3 separate regions of the Sus scrofa genome follow, and regions 1 and 3 are each linked to region 2. Evidence: chromatin contacts called from public HiChIP or PLAC-seq data. All regions are on one chromosome and are shown on one strand. The core of a region is the stretch at or near the end of the contact, and the rest is flanking DNA. Distances in the headings are between cores, read along the strand shown. Region 1 has its middle 95 kb from the start of KLF6. Region 2 has its middle 220 kb from the start of PITRM1. Region 3 overlaps LOC102157904 (a long non-coding RNA gene).

Region 1 (2,879 bases), core at 282-2,781, 190 kb after region 2:
TAGGAGTTCCCTGGTGGCTCAGCAGCTTAAAGATCCAGCATTGTCACAGCTGTGGCTCAGGTCACTGCTATGGTGCGGGTTCCATCCCTGGCCCAGGAACTTCTGCATGCCACGGGAGCAGCCAAAAAAACAAAACAAAAAAAAAAGGATGGATAGATAGATAGACAGACAGATAGACAGATAGTGAGTGTCACGACGGGGCACCCCAATCCCATAAAGCATCTGTTTATTACTGCTTGGAGAGGGATCTATTGCTCCAAGGATGTTCACCAGCAAGTCCCTCCCACAAAGACAGTAATTTGCTTCATTTGAGGAACACATCTTCCTTTTTTCTTCCTTCTTTCCTCCCTTCCCTTTTCTCTATTTTTTCTTTTTAAATATATAATATGAAGAAAAGAAAACTAGTTACAGGTGGACGTATGAGAAAATGTAGCTTTTCAAAACCTACATTTTCTCATACGTCCACCCAATAATCTTTGAAATAAGCACGATAAAGATGAAAGCAAACAGATAAGGAAAAAGAGGCTCAGAGAAGTTCAATAACCTCCAACTTCACACAGCCAACGACTTGTGAAGCAGAGATTCAAGTGTAGGCCTGTGTGGTTTCAAAACCCTCATCTTTCTGTTTCATTAAGTTGCTTCATATATAAAGAAATTGTGAAATATTTTTTTTTTAGAAAGGCAAGTGGCTGTTAGTATTCTTGTTCTATTTTTTCTTTCTAATACTTCTTCTATGTGTGGCCTTTGTCTATTAAGTATACAATTTATAAGCTGTTCCATGTAACAGCATATCTTCCAACAGATCTCATGTTATTATACAGCCATTATAACCTCCTCTTTGTTGTATAAAATCGTCTGTGACTATTACACTTATATTAACAGGTTAAATATTCCTCAGCTGTTAGAAGCCAGTATATCTGATGGACTTTGCCACAATGAGCTGGACCTGCCAGGCTGTAGGTGGTTCCAGAACTGCTCCCTGAATCCATCTCCTTCTGTAGCAAACCCGAGCTGGTTCTACTCACTGGATGGTAGAAATCCAAGTGGCTGATAAGATCATGTTCAGCACCTCTTCAAGTGTGAATCTAAAGCTTCCCACTGGCCAAAGCAAAGCCAATGAGATGGGATGGGTACTCTGCTCATTCTGCTGGGAAAAAGCACGACCCCACTGCTGGAGGGAGTGAGGCTCTGGGAACACCAGTCACCGACCACATGTGCTCAGAGTGGGCGGGATCAGAGTAGCATGTGCGTCTAGCCACAGAACTCAGAGTACAGCTGATGCTATTGTTGGATTAGAGTGTAGGCTACTAATAGCAGTGCTTTGGACTGAATGTTTGTGTTCCCCAAATGCCTATATTGAAGGCTAATCCCCACTGTGATGGTATTGGAGGCGGGACCTTTGAGAGATATTTAGTTTAGATGAGGCCATGAGAGTGGGGCCCCTGTGATGTAAACAGTTCCCTTATAAACAGAGCAAGCGACACCAGAGCACTCTCTCTCTCTCTGCCATAGCACAGTGAAAAGGTGGCTGTCTGCCACCCAGGATGAGGGCGCTTACCAGGAACTGAACCTTTAGCACTTTGACCTCGAATTTCCAGCCTCCAGAACTATAAGAAATAAATGTTGTTTAAGCTACCCAGTCATGGTATTTTATTAGAGTAGCCCAAACTCACTGTACTGGTAGAGACTGGGAAACCAAACAGGTTTAAGAACTATTTAAGGGCATCTGTTGGTGTCCTGGCAGGAAAATGATGGTACAAATGGTACACTGACAAGGGTTAATTGACAAGGTTAATAAAAGGAATATTTACAACAGTATAAGAAGTGCCAAGAAAACCAACAGTAAAGTAGTGCAAACAAGCAATAGTAGTTACAATCCCTTGACCCGAAGCAAGTTTGGCCAGAACCATGGATGGCCACATCCATGGAGGAAGGTCTGCTTTAGGGAGCTTGGCAACAAGTTCACAGATGGCTAAGGCCATGGCCCAGCAGAGAGGGAGCAGGCGAGTTAAACACCCCACCCTCTTTCCTTCTGTGCCTCTTCCTGGCTATACTCACCACAAAGGCCAAGAAGACCAGACAATACTATCCACAGAAGTGAGTGTCTGAGAACACAGACAGGACAGAAGGCGGCAGGAAATGGATCTGGAGGGACATGAGGGCCATCACTAGCATTACCTGTCCTTTTCACCAGTTAGCACGCAAGTCCTCCTTCTTTTAGGTAGAAAGACATGCATACCCAGCACAAGGAAACGCATTTTCCATAAACCACTGTATTCTTATGGAATTTAATCTACTTCCACCCAGAACCAAAGTGATAACGTTATCCACATCCAGAGCCCTTCACGTAGAGTAGCAGGATCAGAAGACATAGGGAGGAAAGAAAGAATGAACATATAATGTGGATGCTGCAGACCTGCCTTTACAAGACCTAAATTCACCTTCCTAGCTTCCTTATTTCACTGAACACGCATGTTCCCCTGCCTTTCAGCTGGCATGTTGGCTCACAGAACCGTTTGGTTGCTTGTCTGTTTGTTTCTGCCTAAATCTTACTGATAAAGGATGCAAATTACTTGATGGTCCTGCATTTACCGAGTTCCTATCAATCATCATGATGGGACTCAGGAGCAGCAGGTAGCAACTCAGTGAATCCCCGGGTTTCAGAGACGATCTCCTGCACCTCACCGTGTGAAATCAGTCCCAGTGACAGGTTCATCCTTTCAGGTCATGCATTGACCTCCTTCTATGCCCTCAGTTCCGTGAGGTAAGGAGTCCAAAATGGCCAAGGGCAGCCTTCCCTTTGAACCCGGGAAAACTACAGCTGTGTTCCCAGGAGCACTCCTCCCTTGGACACCAAGGCTCCAGATTCTGCAAGACTG
Region 2 (2,730 bases), core at 227-2,726:
AGAGGAACCCTAAGTGTCCACCAACAGATGACAGGATAAAGAAGATGTGGCACTTAACACACAATGGCATACCACTCGGTCATAAAAAAGAACCAATGAATGCCATGTGCAGCAACATGGATGGACTTGGAGGCATCATGCTTACTGACAGAAGTCACTTTCACTAAGACAAAGACAAATATTGTATGCCATCACCTGTATGTGGAATCTAAAACAAACCAGTGAACATGACAAAAAAGAAAAAGACCCATGGATACAGAGAAGACACTAGTGGTTACCAGTGGGGGAAGGAGCAAGACAGGAGGAAGGGATTAAGAGGTACAAACTACTGTATATAAAATAAATAAGCTACAATGTTATCTTGTACAGCACAGGGAATTAGGTAACACTGGTAATAACTATAAGTGACGTATAACCTTTAAAAATTATGAATCTCTATGCTGTACAACTGAAACATGTTATAAATCAACTATATCTCAAATTTTTTCAAAAAGGGGGAGAAACAGTACAGTTTTTACAAGACGCCCACTGAATGTCTTTCATACATCCTCAGAGAAGTCAGAAATAGAAAGTTCCAGATCCCAGGAACATGGAAAACCTGATCCCAAAAGGTAAAGTAACATCCTAGACTTGGAAAACAGGAAATTCTAGATGGTTTTTGGCAAAACACACGAGGCCCCGCCTTCTGTGTGTGTGTGTGTGTGTGTGTTAGATTTCTGAGTCTGTGCATTCCTTCCAATCTGAGAATTCTCTAAGGGCTGAGCCTGCTGTTCTCGAGGCGGCCTAGGAGTAACAGTGGCAACAAAACAGCCTACCCAAGAAAGAGCAAAGGATACTGTCCTTGCCGCTGCTTCGCAGAATCGCACATTTCAAAACCCACCCTGCAAGACAGGGCATCTCCCCGACGCCGGGGAAGCTCCTCTCCAGGGAGAGGAGGGTGGCTGTGCTTGTGAATGGGCGCCTCTGTCTTGGGCGTGATGGCTGGATAAGCCACGCTCCTGGGCTGGGCAGGGCTGCGCATCTTGGAAATACATGTTTCTTTGTTGCGATGGCTCCCTGGAGATAACAGCAGCGGCCCAGAGGCGAACACCCAACCACAACTCCAACATCCACACGGAAGGAGGGCATCGGGGGTGGGGATGCGAGAAATTCCATCTGCATGAAGTGTGCTGGGAAAGCCTGGCTGGTGAGAGCACGCGGGCGCTTACGGTGTTGCTGTGACTCAGCTGCTGAAGAAATGTGTGTGCGTGGGGAAGAAAACAGACGGCAACGAAACGGAGGAGTCATGCTTCTCATTGTTAAGGGGAATATATAGAAAATGCTACTGAGCGCCTAAAGCTGAAACGGAATACAAAGCACACACATTTCCCTCCAGCCCCGATTCATTTAAAACGGGAGCTGGCCATCGAGGCACCCGGCACAGTCGGCGAGGTGGTCCACGGGCAGGCCGTGTGCTGGCGTGCTCCTGGGCTGACGACAAGGTACCCGCCCCTCCCCAGCTCCCAGGAAGCCGCCAGGAAGGCTGTGCAGAGCTGGGGGGCGAGGAAGTTAGAATTTAGCTGATGCTCCTGCCCAGCTTCTCCTCCACAACAGGCCGGGAGAAGCAGAGTTTTTGTGGGTGTGCTATTCAAACAGGCAGGCCCTTGTGGTTTGTCTTTTGTTTAATTTGTTACAAGATCACACAGATTTTTTCAACAGAGTTTCAGAAAGTGTCTTGGGAAATCCACAAAAACGAGCTGAATCATCTAACCCAAAGCAGCCAGCAGCACATGGGACCGGCTCCTCCTCTTCTTTCTCCTGAGAGAAAGTGCCCAGCCTCGGTCAGATGTGAGCAAGGACGTGGAGACGGACTCAGGGTCGGCCAGGCCAGCCCGAGCAGAACACCAGCCCTGAAGACCCGAGGACTTTTCCTCGATGGGGGAGGGCACGTGTGACACAACCTCCCCAGGCTTCAGGAGCCCGGGCTGGTTCTGGGAAGACTGCAACCCAAGCAGAGGCCTCCTACGGGAACCTCTCTCCCTCCCTTCTTCCCTTCTCCCCCTGGCTTTTTTTTTTTTTTTTTTTTTCTGTCTCTTGTCTATTCTAGGGCTGCACCCACAGCATATGGAGGTTCCCAGGCTAGGGGTTCAATCCGAGCTACAGCTGCCAGCCTATGCCAGCACAGCAACGTGGGATCCAAGCTGCATCTGTGACCTCCACCACAGCTCACCGCAAGGCCGGATCCTTCACCCACTGAGGGAGGCCAGGGATCAAACCCGCAACCTCATGGATGCTAGGTGGATTCGTCTCCACTGCGCCACAATGGAAACTCCCCTTTTCTTTTTTAAACTCAGGTTCAGCGCATTTCTACCTAAGTCTGCAGAGCAGGTTGTGCTCCTCTTGGCCTGGGGCCTGGCCCTCTGATTAGAGGAGGTGGTAGGTGGGGCCTGTCTGCTCACATTCCAGCCCAAAGAGAACGCGGCTTCTTGCTTTGCAACAGGACTGGGTTTCAGGCCTCCGAGAGTTCAAACCAGTCTTCAAAAGAGTCTCAGTCAGGAAGAATGAAAGGAACCCGAGAGTGGAGGAGTCGGTTGGTGTTTTGACACTGTCTCTTTTCATTAGAGAGTCACATTTCGGGGAGGGAGGGGTTTCCCCTTTTGAAAAATGCTCCCGAAATGCCTGACTCACTGCGCTCTTGCGAGCAGTCAGCACAGTGCCTGGGAGTCTGGGGCAGGACAACCGCAGCCGCCA
Region 3 (2,753 bases), core at 58-2,557, 220 kb after region 2:
TCACAACAGCCCAATTAAAGAGACTTTGTTGGGTCCAATTTGCAGGTGAGGGGACAGTGCCCAAGGGAAAGTGGGGCCCGGATGTGGGAAGTGGGGGCTGAGGTAAGGACTCCGGACTTGGGAGTGATGAGAGCAGGAAAAGGGAGCTGACCCCAGGTCAGATACCACACTGACCACAAGACAGGGCCCAGTGGAGAAAGGAGAGCAGGCTGCACAGGAAGACAGGGGTCACATGAGCGGGACACCGTGCCAGTCCTCCTCTGCTCCATCCAGGGACTGCGGGTGTGAAAGACTCACTGACCATGGGGTCAAGGGGCTGCTGAGAAGGGGCCTAGGCTGATGGCCACAAAAAGACACATGTGTCTCAAAGTCACCCTTCTTCTGGGCAGCAGCCTTAGCCAGAGGAGGAAAGAGCTGACTAACTCCACTGTGCATTTGTTTCCTACCTGCCCCCTGTAGGTGTTCTGGGGGTGGTACTAGAAACTGTTATGGCTATCCTGCTGGGATGTGGTCATTCCCAGGAAGCAGTACAGGGATGACGGGACGGCGGCCCACAGCCAGACAAGCCCATTATGGAGATGAGAGCTACTGGGGGCTTCCCAAGAAGCAATTTCAGGGAAAACATCCAAGAGCCACTTAAGGGGGACATATGATAAAGATGAATGATAAAAAGGACAAGATAGTGAATCCCAAGAGAGGTAGGCAAAACCAAAGCCATATAGAGAGAGATGGACGCTGATGGGTACAGACCTACACCAGAGGGAGACATGAACAGTAGGCCAGTGTTTACAGCCAGTACGGATGAAACTCAGGCATTTCATCTGGAATTCAGGGTTCCAAGTATTTATGCAGTAAGTTTTAACAACAACAACAAAAAAAGGTGCAATAATGAATAAAATTTACTCATCCCCGAAACAATGTATTACTCTTGTCATTAAGAAAAAAAAAGAAAAGAAAAGAAAATGAAGACCCAAGTAGTCCAGTGTCACGTGATTAGGCCAGGACACAAGCGCACTTAGGAAGAAGCACCCCCTTCACGGGATCTGCTGGTTAAAGGTTCACTTCCAATTACAGCTAAATGTGCCAAATGTTCATTCCAGTTCAGCAAAAGCTTCCTCTGAACTGTATGGATTTATTTCACATTAATCAGCTATTGTACTCAACATGCTAGGGTGAGAGGAGTCGTTTACTTGATCAAGTCAGGCGATACGGAGCACAGACAGGCGTTATTAATACCACTTATCATCCCAAGCTCTTAGCTTGCTAAATATGTGAATCTTGTTACCACGTGGTTATCAAGGCAGAGTTATGAAACGCCCCAGGGCCGACTCTGCAAATGCAAGTCACATATTCTGCAGGAGGTTCTGGAAGAGGGGCTGAATTCTATTCCAGGAAGCAGAGGAAGTGTCACAAGACAGACATGCGCCAATTTGAACTGCCAAGTGGACCTCTTCCCATTTTACATACCCCGTGGTTTCTAAATAATGCACATGTCAGCTGCACGGATACTAGACGCCACTATGGGTTCTGACAGGCTGCCCCAATTCCCATCAGTCAGGGCCCATGTCTCCCAGGAAACTCAAAGTGAGATTGGGGAAGGTAGCCAAGTGGTTGGGACTCAGCTGGAAAGTGGATTCTGGAACATCCAAAGTCTGAGAGACTGGTTCAAATTGAGAGAACTATGGAGAGAGTCTGGAGAACTGACAGGGGCATGGTAGGATGAGGCAGCTTCCAGTTAGAAGGCCATACTCAATCCAGCACTCTTAGAATGGCCTTTTTGATGCAGAAGTCCAGATGCTAAGGAGAGAAGCTCTGATCTCTCAGTAAAGAAGGAACACTCTTGCTCTGTGAGCCTGGGGAGGTCAAAAACTAAGTTGAAGATGAGATTATTTCATGTGGGCATATTCTTCAAGTCCTCCTCTTTCTCCTGAAGGCCAGCATCATCAGCACACACTGCCTTCATTTCTGATGCTTTCATCACACCATTTTTCTATCAGACAGAACAGTCATTTCCCAAAATCTCCAACCTGGATACTTTGTTCCCAAGATATATCCATTCCCTCGTATTTTCAATACGCCACCACAGCATGACTGGGATGTTTTAAATTCACACCTTCCCAGCTCACACTTCCATCCCACTAAAGGATCTGGTATGCCTGCAGAGCAGTAAATTTCAGTTTTTAAAATTGTTGTTCTCTAGTGCTTGTGAGTCATGCAAAGGGCAATGGCTTGATGGTTTTATTAAATGTACAGGCACCACGGTTTGAAAGATGTAGGGACTGAATGTCTGTGTCCCCCCAAAATCCGGCCCTTCAATGTGACAGTATTAGGAGGGGCCTTTGGAAGATGATTAGGATTAGCAGGGTCAGGAGGGTGGGGCACTCACAGATGGGATTAGTGCCTCTAGGAGAGTCTGGGGAGAGCTTGCTTTGCCCTTCTCCTGCTCTCTCAGCCATGTGAAGATGAAATGAGAGGCTGGCATCTGCAACCAGAAAGAGTTCTCCCCAGATCCCACTCTGCTAGGCCCCTGATCTTGACTCCCGGCCTCTACCATCATGAGAAATAAATGTATGCCTTTATAATCTACCCAATCTGCCATATTCTTGTTGATACAGTGTAGCGGCCACAGCTGTCTTAGAGTATCCAAGAGTGTTCAACCTCCAGATATTAGATTAGACCTTAGGGAAAAAACATGCTAATGATTCAGTGACCTGGCAACCCTACGCATATAAAGTGAGCAGCAGGCGCAGCCT

The links. HiChIP or PLAC-seq counts read pairs in DNA pulled down with a chosen protein or histone mark.
Region 1: an H3K27ac HiChIP or PLAC-seq map of alveolar macrophages shows a contact between it and region 2. The contact joins two enhancer-like sites. A contact is called at or near these places in 1 of 47 Hi-C or Micro-C datasets (embryonic fibroblasts) and 1 of 2 datasets of contacts at active chromatin or transcription factors (alveolar macrophages).
Region 3: an H3K27ac HiChIP or PLAC-seq map of alveolar macrophages shows a contact between it and region 2. The contact joins two enhancer-like sites. A contact is called at or near these places in 1 of 47 Hi-C or Micro-C datasets (embryonic fibroblasts) and 1 of 2 datasets of contacts at active chromatin or transcription factors (alveolar macrophages).

Annotation. Positions count from the first base shown.
Region 1 is chr10:66,581,888-66,584,766 of Sscrofa11.1, reverse strand. No RefSeq gene overlaps it. Among named protein-coding and RNA genes, the nearest start is that of KLF6, 95 kb to the right of the region's middle. Within about 2 kb of position 1,531, at least 9 of the 83 cell types and tissues checked have an H3K27ac peak or open chromatin away from gene starts, as enhancers often do. A contact at or near this core is called in alveolar macrophages, where this site is marked.
Region 2 is chr10:66,775,892-66,778,621 of Sscrofa11.1, reverse strand. No RefSeq gene overlaps it. Among named protein-coding and RNA genes, the nearest start is that of PITRM1, 220 kb to the left of the region's middle. Within about 2 kb of position 1,476, at least 19 of the 83 cell types and tissues checked have an H3K27ac peak or open chromatin away from gene starts, as enhancers often do. A contact at or near this core is called in alveolar macrophages, where this site is marked.
Region 3 is chr10:66,559,010-66,561,762 of Sscrofa11.1, reverse strand. The region is part of intron 1 of LOC102157904 (a long non-coding RNA gene); the gene reads right to left. Among named protein-coding and RNA genes, the nearest start is that of KLF6, 72 kb to the right of the region's middle. Within about 2 kb of position 1,307, at least 13 of the 83 cell types and tissues checked have an H3K27ac peak or open chromatin away from gene starts, as enhancers often do. A contact at or near this core is called in alveolar macrophages, where this site is marked.